Linked DNA regions of Mus musculus: region 2 is linked to region 1. Evidence: chromatin contacts called from public targeted proximity ligation data. All regions are on one chromosome and are shown on one strand. The core of a region is the stretch at or near the end of the contact, and the rest is flanking DNA. Distances in the headings are between cores, read along the strand shown.

What was found.
Region 2: a targeted proximity ligation map of pancreatic cancer cells shows a contact between it and region 1.

What each region holds. Positions count from the first base shown.
Region 1 is chr15:58,251,622-58,257,272 of GRCm38.p6, reverse strand. It overlaps Gm36193 (a long non-coding RNA gene), which reads right to left. Exons shown (of 5, transcript XR_384118.2): 4 at 4,508-4,714; 5 at 3,922-4,163. Among named protein-coding and RNA genes, the nearest start is that of Gm36193, 8.5 kb to the right of the region's middle.
Region 2 is chr15:58,775,117-58,780,767 of GRCm38.p6, reverse strand. No RefSeq gene overlaps it. Among named protein-coding and RNA genes, the nearest start is that of Gm41329, 18 kb to the right of the region's middle.

The sequences.
Region 1 (5,651 bases), core at 1,658-4,157:
CCCTGGTAAATGCTCAACAAGTCTATGCTTGGGAGCCCTGGCATATAGTGTTTACTGATTACCGTGGTGTAAATACTCCTGGGACAGCAGGGTTCACGTTACTACCCCAATCCCTGAGAGCAAGGCTTGGAAGAGCTACACTCCGTGGACTGGTTTAAACTGGTTCCAACACACCACTGGCCACCGCACGTTACCCTGAAGGATTCCTAGACTGAGGTCACCCAGGAATTCTAAGCATGGAGCACACTTAATTTTCGACCTATGAGTAATACGTACTTCCTGTTCACTAAGGTTCTAGATGTAAGGGGAGAAAGAGCGGATTTACACTAATTAGCTCCCCCTACTTTCTGAGCAGGGGAGAAGCCCAAAGATGATTTGTCTCCATCCCTTGAGAAGCTGCCATGGGAGTAGGGAGGCCAGGGGTGACATAAGGAGGTAGTTAAATATTGAAAGAGGAATTTGGGGAAAAGTAGTCTCTCCTGCTCCCTTCCCCTACCCCGTTTGTGTGTGTGTGTGTGTGTGTGTGTGTGTGTGTGTGTGTGTGTGTGTGTGGTGTGTATACGCACATGTGCAGGTTCTGGTGCAGACATGTGTATTTGCACATGTGTAGAATTCAGGGGTTAACATCATAACATTCAGGTATTTTCCTCTCTTCTCTTCACCTTATTGGTTGAGACAGATCTCTCACTAAATCTAGAGCTCACCAATTTGGCAAGACTAGCTAGCCAGCAACCTCCAGGGGCCCTCCTGGGGACAGGAATACAGCAGCACGCTGCTGTGCCTGGCTCTTTACTAAAGATCTGATCCCTGATGTATGCGCATGCAGCTTACTGACTGGACCATCTCCCCAAACCCTGAGTCCCTCTAAATAGGAAGTTTTGAAAGTTTCTGTTGTGCTGTACAGAGCACTGCCCTGCAGGTTTTCCTAGGTGTGCTTTCCTGTGCTTTCAGAGTTCACCTGGCTTTAAAGCAAAGCTCTGAACACAGTCTCTAGAGGATTGTAGAGTAATAGAGGCTGCACCAGGCTGGTAGCAGAAGCCAAACTTGATCGACGATATACTCTTTGGCCTCCCTGTGCACTGTATAGAACCGGGAACAGGGTGTTAACTCTTCAGACAAGGAACATATTTCCCACTCTGCCTCCTTTGTAGTTAAGATGTTTGATCTAAACTCTAGATATTCCCTGGGAGAGTGGGGCACCTCACAGCCCTCTGGCAAACCAACCACAGACAGGTGTGCGGTAGAGGACTGGGTGTTTTCTTTCTGGGACTCTGAATCACTACAGAATGCATTGTGTGCTGGCTGTGTGCCATCCAACTCAACAATTAGAAGGCACCCTTTGAGGGGTGCGCTGATAACGAAGACACGGTTTTCTATCTCCCTAGGCAAAAAGGATGGAACCGGAGCAAAATGAAAGTTCAGACAGCACTTCAGCTCTGGGCAGGAAGAGCAAGCAACCAAACAAAAAATCCCAAGAGACTCCGAGGGCTAAGAAAGGTGGCTCAGCCTGCAGAATTTATTGCACTCCAGAGAGGAGTGCACACAAGCACACATGCAGCAGTCACTAATAGGCTTGGGAGAAAGCATGGAGCAGAGAAACCCAGAGCAAGCCTCCATATTGCCTTATGCATAAAATTATAACACTATTATTAAAGTACATTTGACTTATCAATAGGACTATTTTTATTTTGACAACATTAAAGATACCTTGCAGTTTAAGTAAAAGTAAATTATATTTCCGGGCTGGGGAGATAGCCCAGTGCATAGCAGTGCTTGCTATGCAAGCAGGAGTGCCTGGCTTACTGATTTTGAATCCCTGGTTTCCATAGGAAAGGACCAGGCATAGCCGGCATGTCTCTAACGCCAGCATGGAGAGGCATGAGACAGGTGGAACTTGCTATCCAGCCAGTCTAGACAAAATGGTGATCTTGAGCTCAAGGAGAGACGCTGCTTCATGACATTACAGCAGAGAGAGGAAGGTATCTTAAAAGCCCTCCCTCTGCATCGTCACTGGTGGGAGCCACATATGTGCAGGCATTCATCCATCACACACAAGCACACATCAACTACATTTCCACTAATACTAATTAGTAGTAATGAGCTTGCTAAGGCAGAGCAGCCCCTCTGTGCAGACCTATGGTGAAATTAGGTTGTTTTTTTTTTTTTAACAAGGCCTTCCACCTCTTGCTCCCACCTCCCTGTCTCAATTTTTCCATCCTCCCTCCCCTCAACCTTGGCTGAGTTCTTGCGGTCCCTTCCCTAAGCCTTCACACGGTGTTCCACCCCCAGGATATCCTTTCAAGATAGCTCCTAACGGTGTCTTCCCAACCCCCCAAATGACCCCTTCTGTGTCCCTGACCCTCCACTCTAAACTCAGAGGTTAATAATGGTAAATTATGTTTCACAGAGCACATACAAGCATCAAACTAAAAGTTCCGGTGGGAAAATTCCAGGCCAATCTGAGAGAATGAGAGAGGGTCTTTGGCTTCCCTCAAACCAAACCCAGTAGATCTCCATTCTCTCTGCAAGGCTGGCACTGAGTGGAGAAAACCTTGGGAAACCACAAGCCAAATTCAAGGTTGGTAGTGGAGGGGAGAATACTGTTTGCGTGCGTATTTTCTGCATCCCCTGTACCCTCTCTTGTTTTTCTTCCCTCCACTGACACATAAATGCAGGTATGGTTTTGGAAGGTGATTCCAGATAACTCAGGCTACCAGGCCACATTTGGCCTGACACATCACCAGGTTAGGTGAGCGAGCAGAAGGAGCCTAGAGGAGGGTGGGGCAAAGAAGGGCAGTGATAACTGGAGCTCCTGGACATCTTGACTCAGCCAGTTCAGCTTCCGGGCTCAGAGTCCATCTGAAGGCCAAAGACACTGCTGACTGCCCTGTGGGAATCCCCAGCCTTTCCAAGTGGTCTTGGCAAGAGTCCACCATGACGCTTATCTCCAGCCATTACATTGTTTACAGTCCTCTTCCCAGTCAGGCTGCCTCACAACTGCCCTGGGACAACAACTGCTGCTGCCAATATTCCCATCACACAGATGAGTATGCTGAGGCCCTCAAGTCTAGTGATTTGCCCAAGATTGCACAAAGGGTAAAAGAGAACAGGGACTTCAGTCAACTCATTCATGCCTGCCTTTCCTTCCTCTTCACCCCATGGCCAAATGACTGCCCAGGCTTCTCTAACTTCACTTAATTGGTGCCCACTCACATTGACTGCACGCAAGCACCTGGTGTTGGGTAATGTCAAGGGAAATAAAGAGATAGAGGACAATACCTCACCCTGAAGTTACAAGCAGAGGAGAAGCAAGGTGGATAGCCTCTGGCCTCTGTGCTTTCACTCAGGGCCATGAACCTCACCCTTCTCCACTCAACAAGCAGGTACCAAACACCTGCCAAGCCCTGTGTGCTGAGGTTTCCATGGCAACAACCTGGTTAAGGACCTTTGCCTTCATAAAGATGATGCTTTAAAGCAAGATGGGTGGGAAAGAGTGAAATAAACGGGTGTGTGCTGAAACTAAGGCAGATGCAGACAAAGCTGACCTCAGGTACCAGAGTCTGGTCCTATAGAGGTCAGGCTGGCCTCCACATGTCAGCCCACAAGTTCCAAATCATTCCCAAAACAAGCCCCTTATCACAAAACCATGGGAGACGGAACTCGAGAAATCAGGCAGAGGAAGGACTGATTCAAGGCCCGAGGACAGTTATCACTGATAAGCCAGAGACCTGACTCTGAGCCTGAGAAAGGGCAGGTTCCATCCATGCTGGAACGATGTGGGAAGTTCTGCATGATCGTCATGACTCCAGGGTCGAACTAGAGACTCTTGTAACTCGAAATTAAATTACACTCATTATCATGAGCAAGAATTTCAGCTTCCAGGACATCAATATGTTTGTTCACATGTGGCTTTTATATTTCAAAAGATGATACAGTCTGAAGCCAGCCCAGCCCAGCCCACAGAGGTTGTTCTCTCTTTGAACCTGATGCTTTTGACATCTTCAGACAGTGCTCGTTTGGCAGTTAACCATGCACTGCCTGTGAACTGGAGTTGTTTTCCTGCATTGTTGCTTATCTCTTCCAGTATTGAACTTCGCATGCCGTGATGATTCATCCAGCAGCTGGTTTACAGGGATCTCATTTTACCGTTGTTCTGTCTTAACCTTGAACAGTAAAGTAGCATTCAGTTAGTCCGCAATTGGTGGGGCATCTGTTATATCCCGCGCATGCACTCCACAGACAGTGGGAAAGGTGGCAGTCTTAGAGAGTGTACTCTTAAGGGATGAAGAGATATCGCCATCACCAAGAAGACTCTATTGTGACAGATTAAGATAAGAGTAAAAGAAAAGAAAGACTCAATTCTGTAAGAACGCATCACTAGAAAGCCCAGATTGAATTGGACAGAACCAAAGACTCCCCTAAGAACATGGTATCACAGCCCAGATGGGAAACTACAGCAGGAAGGATGTCCAAAAGACCTTGGGCAGGAGCAAACATGGATCGCTACCTGTGCTGTGCACAGTGTGCACTCTTCATGGACTCACAACAATTTCCAGAGCAGAGAGAGGAAGGTAGACAGTAGGTCCTTGCAGAGCTCTCCTTAAAGGCAATGGCAGCCAATGAGAATGCAGGGGTACAGGATCAGCTGTGCACACTGGATGTGCTTCTTGCCTACAAGGTGGGGCATCCTTCCTTAAATAGTTCATCGAAAACCCTAGGACGGAAGGGATTCAATTGCGGTCCACCTGTGTGGTATATTTATATATATGAGATAGGATAGCTTGTATCACTCTTCATTGCTATGACCAAAATACCCAACAGAAATAACTAAAGGGGAGAAAGGTGCATTTTGCTCAGTTTTGGAGCAGTGGGTCATTGTGACAGGGATGATCCAATGGAGCAGAGAAGTTCAAGTTCCAATGGTCAGGAAGCAGAGAGAGAGCCTTTTCGCTCCTTATCTTTTAATGCATGCAGTCCCCAAACCTTCGGATGGTGCCACCCATATTTAGGGTGGGTCTGCCCCCAATCCACAGATTTAATTAGATAAGTCTTCAGAAAAGCTGGCCAGCAACACAAAAGGTTTGTTGGTGTCATAAGTGGTTCTAAATCTAACCAACAGAAGGATAGACCATCATACTCAAGTGCGTTATAAAGTGCACAGTACAGAGAAAACCTTGAAGACTTAAAGTAACAGTTAAACTGAAGGTTTTCAAAGTCTTGCCTCGACTGAATGCTGATAGCGGTTGAAGCTGAAGTGACAGGTAAGTGGTTTGTGGTTATATAATATTTTTATTTGCATATATTTGAAAATATCTCCAACAGAAAGGTCTTTTTTTAACACTTAAAAGTTATTGTAACAGTACAGTCATTAGCTAAGAACTCAAAGCATAAACTATTTAGGAATTCACTCAACCCTGAGCCAACACTGAAGCAAAAAGGAAGAAAGAAAAGACACAGGGAGCTTCTGAGTTTCCCTCTTGCACAAACAGCTGTACCTTATAGGAAGCAAGATGTCCAGTCCAACATTAACTAAGAAATACAGTGACCTAAGATGGACACCTCAAACCAAAGCAAGTTCTGTTAGGGGCTAAGTAAGACAAGGTCCTTTCCTTTCTTCTCAGCTAAAATTCATGATGTAAGGTAGACATGCT
Region 2 (5,651 bases), core at 1,963-4,462, 520 kb before region 1:
CTTTATTTCACTTTCTTTTTCTTTTTTTCTTTTGAGTACACTGTAGCTGTCTTCAGACACACACCAGAAGGCAGCAGCGCTTGCACACTGACCTGGAAGTCCCAGCAGCAGCATCACGTTTGTATGCCTCCCGTGCTTGTCTCCTTTTCCTTGTTTTCTTTTCCCGAACCTCAGGACGACAGAAGTAGTTTTTAGGATACATTTTATGTTCCATGCTGTGACTTTAAAAACATGCCAATCAAACATCCTCTCTTTTCTTCTCCATTCCTACTTGAGGGGAGAATAAATACAAGTTAAGTAGTTTATTTCACTAACGTGTTTGACGGTTCTTTCTTCTACATTGACTCAGAGAAGGAGCCCACATTTCAAAAGAAAAAGATTAGCTGGGTTTGAAATGTCAGGTCTGAGGGAGAGGTGTCTGCCCTCTGCTCACTGGCTCCTGGGCTCTGAATGGAAACTGGCCTTTTCTAGGCGCTCAGTGGCTCCTTGTCTGAAGTACTAGAGTGCTGACTGGCTCATCAGGGTGCCCTTTGGATACCTCTGTATCCATCCTAACAGATTGTCTCCTTTCCTGTCTCACATTCTCCGCCACTTCTGACCTTTACACATCTTGCTTCTGGCAGGCTGGTGACTTTACAGGCCGTTCTCTGGGCCAGTTTTTATTACAGGTAATCAAAGGCGGAATGAGACATGCACTCTGTATGTGCATTCTCTATTTGCAAATCGATTTCAAGGGCCGGGCGTGGTGGCGCATGCTTTTAATCATAGCACTTGGGAGGCTCCAGAGTTCAAGGCCAGCATGCGCATCTAGTTTCAAGCCAGCCAGGGATACACAGTGAGACCCTCTTTTTAAGAAAATAAATTCTCTTGGCTTATTCTCTGTGCATGTGTGTTAGAACTAATGACTACAGTAATCTCATTTTCCCCTGATGCTTCACTCCAATGCTGTTTATTTACAGTTTTGAAACTCTCTGCCCGTTCCCCTCCCCTTCCCCCATTTCCTTAGTATTGTGCTATTTCTCCACTTTGGGGCTTAACGGCACGTGTGTTTTCATAAGAGAACAGCTTTGTGGTTATGTCTTAAATTCAGTATCACAAACCAAAGATTTTAAGTGTCTTGTTTTCAAGATGCCTTTATTCTACAAACATTTGACGTTCGCCAAATGGCTTTTATGTAATACTGTGTTAGAGATGCAACTAACATATTATAAAATTAATTTGTTCATTTAGTATAACTACAAACCAACTAAGTGTTTACATACGTGATACATACTTTATGGAAATTATTTTTCAGAAGCTAGTGAGGAGAAAAGAGTTTTACAGTTTTTCCAAATGTCTTTAATGTCTAGGTTACTAGAAGCAGCTGGATTCTCACCCGTTTTGATCTGTTTGCTATTGTTCTGCTTGGAGAAAATAAAACCTCACACAGATCCCTGGTTGCAAAGGGAGGGAATATATATTAGTGGCCTTTTGTTTGACAGTATCTTTGAGTTCAAGCTATAAGCTCATGGCAGTGAGGAACACAGTGTCGGCTTAAGCCCTGCTTGGAACTAGGTTTGTTCCACACTATACTCTGCCCACTGGCTCCTTCACTCCCTCTCTCCCTTCTTTCCCCCAACTTCCACTTCACCCTCTCTCCTTCCCTCTTTCCTCTCCCTTTCCCCTTCTCCTATTTTCCACTCCTATCTAGTTGTGTTTCCCAGGTTGATCTCAAATTCCTAGGCTCCAGGCACCCTGCTCACCCTCTGCAGCTACAGGCACATCATTCCTTTTGCTCTGTCAGTGACCATACCATAGTGGAAAAAGGAATAATGCCTTAATGTATTAGGAAAAATGTTTTGAACACACAAACTACTTTAATACAAACACTGAAACTCTGCAGATCACACCTCCAATTTGAGAACTGTGGTTTGAACCATCCTGATTACATTAGCTCCAGGTACAGATATTGAAATCCCAGGATAACAATACCAGAAACGAGGCAGAAACTTGTGTCCTGTATAATAACATTATCACAGCATGTTGTTCAGACCTGGTAAAGGGGTTACACTTCAGAAAATGGTTAGAGACCTAGAGTCCTGTTGTTTCAAGTATAAATTTTATACTTAAAAGTCAATGCATGGTCTAAAATGGTTGGTTGAGTCCCATCAGTTATATCCACATCCTGCACAGGAAGAAGGAATTAAAAAAAGGTAAATGGCTCAAAGTGACTTAAATCACTATGTGACACGTCTCTCAAATTTCTACCTAGAAGCTTACAGTTGTCTCCATTCTGAGTGACCAAGTCTGTAGCAAGAAATGAGAAGGATGTCTGAGGAGGCAGCTGTCTCTCACAATCTGTCACTTTGGCTACCACATATTCATACCTCACCTGTCCCCTCAGTGTGAAGATACCCATCTGGGAGAAGGCTCAAGTTCCTGAGCAGTGACTGTTGATCAAGAACAGCAGCATCCTGTCCTGTCTTTAAGTGACACTTTGGTATCAGATAACCTATACATGGAAAACACCTGATCCAACACACGTAGCATGTGCCAACCATTTCCATTCAGGCAGAGAAAGAGTTGGGATACAGTGGTCAGTAGTTCTTGCAATGATCATTACCCAGCAAAAATCCATCCTGGCCATCCAGCGGAAAATGTGGCTGAAGACTAGGGCTCACCTATTTGAAGAATTTGACAAAGGGAAGCCTAAGATGAGTGGGCATCCGTGAGCTGAGCTAGCTAGCTTCTGTAGCTGCCTTCAGCCTAGAGGCTGACATTCTACTTGGTGGGCGATTTGGCCTCTGTAGTTTTAAAAGCTCTCTACAAGAGTACAGAACCCAAGAGAGCTTTGGGTTCTCAAACTGTGGCTTTCCCTTGGAAACTCTGGGAAATGGGCCCTGTTTAGGATGGAAAGGAAAAAGCAGAAGGCTTCACAGAAAAGATTAGAACTGAGGAGCCAACAGAAGGAGGGGTCTGAAGGTGATCATCAGAAAATAGGATAAAGAGAAAAACCAAAGGTGCACCGAGGTGTATGCCCCCAAATGTTTCCGCATACACACTGAAGATGCTGGGTCCGAATCCCTGGAACTTGAGAGGCTGCTGTATAACGGGTTTGCATGCGGCATTAAGGATGTGGATAATTCAGTACCCAGTATAGGAAAAAGGGAGTGACTCCCAGCTCTGTTAATATCTTTGAGGATGGAGGAAAGAGGCCATGATCCAAGGAATTTGGACCACCTCCAGAGGCTGAGTCAGTAAGAAAACAGAGAATTTATATCCCCAGCTTCCTGCACGAGCAGGGAAATGGGCTCCCCTCTAGAAACTCCAGAAAGTGACAAAGCCCCTGGCACTTTGATTTTGTCTTTGTGAGACCCAGTGCTGAGAGATTAGCCAGGCCCACAAGACTTCTGACCTACAAGCCATGAGTTAATGCATTTGTGATCTGTGATACTTCATTATGGAAGAAGTAGTACTGATAGAGCACATACTTGAACTCCTTCATTTTCTGTTCTTCCCCCTAGCTAGTTATATTCTGCCAAATAATTCTTTGACACTGCTTGTGCCCCAATTGGTCCCTTGTGTTCTGTATACAGTTTAAGGCCAACTTGCAGATACCAGCCAGCCTGTTGCAGCATAAAACCCAGCAAACCAACAAGATCATACTGGCACATCTCAATTGCACTGTTTCCCAACTCAGTTTGGGAAGATGCATTTTCAACAACTCTTCTCTGTGTGTGTAATTCATCCTCCATCTTGAATCCAACAGCAGTTCATAGATTTTTGTGTGTGTGTAAAACCAGCTCTCTAGTTTCTTCTGGCTCATTGTTTCTTCTAGGTCTTTTCTTTCTGGATATTTACTGTCCTTGTCACGTATAAATAGCATTTAATTGTTTTCTATGTACAGCTTCTGTATAGGTTTTGTTTGCTCAAGCTGCTTATTTATGTAGTCATTTGCCTGTGTGGTCTTTTCTGTTTCTGACTTGGGTAGTCACCTGTCCGCCTGGTTGTGAGAGGTTGATTCTCCTATGCTGAGATGCTGTGCTTGGCTTAGGATTTTGCTGGAGATCATCAACACAGCGTGGGCAGTGCCTCTTCCTTCAGCTTTTGAGCAGGAGCGTCAAGAGTGGAAATTTTCATAGTTTCTTAAAAAAAAAAAATTGCCTTTTTTTTTTTTAATAGATGTTTCTTACCGGAGTAACAATTTCTGTCCTATCTGGTAGGATGTCTGTTTTTTAATCATAAATGTGTACTGGATTTTACAAACTGCTTTTTCTTCACCGAAGCAATCAACTGACTGTTTTGTTTTTTTTTTTTAAACTTCATTTCATTTTTGAGACAGGGTTTGCCTACTCTGTCCTTGAACTTGCTTCTGTCCCTGCTTCCTCCTGCCTGATGCTGGAATTATAGCCGTGTACCACCATGCTGGGGCCAAGATAGCTTCCTTTTCTCTTCTAAGACTTTGTTTCATGCCTCCCAGGGTGACCTGGAGTGAACTCCCTTTGTGACTGAGGCCAGCCTCGAATTCCTGACCCTCCAGGCTCCACCTTGTAAATGTGATGATTATAGGCACGCGTCCCTACCACACCTGGCCTAGAAAGCGCTTCAGCACCTGTAATCGCTCGTTCCCTTTACCCCTGTCGGGTCTACTCTTCAGTTTCGCAGGTCCCAAAGACAAGCAAAGTTAAGGGTGCAGGAGAAATGAAATTCCTTAACCTGGCAACTGCTTGGCTTTCCTGGTTACTGAAGTCTAGAAACTTCAAGAGAACGGCTCCAGCCCAGGCTGCTCTAAGAGCGTCTCCACAGGGACATTCCTTTCTGAGAGCCAAGGCATTTGTGCCCTCAAGTTTAACTGCATTAGCCCTCCTGTCTCTCTCCTTAAATCTAAAGAGATTACAATTCATAAAAGCCTTGAGGATTCAGGTTAGAAAATGAGGTTCTTTAGAGAAATTAACCAACCAGCTCAGAGAGGTTACTTGATTCTAAAGTTGGTTTCATATTTGAATAATGTTGTAATTTGCATCTCGGGAACTGTATAACCTCAGAAGTCATGTGTTATATCATCTAGTGTGACAAGGACTGGAAGTTTGAGTGTGCCAGAGGCCAAAGGGCCAGCCAAGGCTACAAAAAAACTAACCCTGGATCTTACTGTTAATAAAAAGCTTTGGATTTAGCCGGGCGTGGTGGTGCATGCCTTTAATCCCAGCACTCGGGAGGCAGAGGCAGGTGGATTTCTGAGTTCAAGGCCAGCCTGGTCTACAAAGTGAGTTCCAGGACAGCCAAGGCTATAAAGAGAAACCCTGTCTCGGAAAAAAAAAAAAAAACCAAACAAAAAAAAGCTTTGGATTTTGAAAAAATAAGTATACTTCTTGAATTATTCCAATTTAGGAAATTATATATAAAGGCCAATTTCCAAGGACAAGATGTCAGATTGGTGGGTTTTCGTTGTTGTTTGGTTGGTTGGTTTTGGTTTTGACTTTTTGTGACAGTCTCTGTGTATCCCTGGCTGTCCTGGAACTCTTACTCCGTAGACCAGGCTGGCCTCGGACTCAGAGATCCGTCTGCCTCTGCCTCCCGAGTGCTGAGATTACAGACTTGCACCACCACTGCCAGGTCAAGACATCAGTTTTAACGAGTGTTAAGTCTCCATGGCTTCTATGTAGTTCATGCTA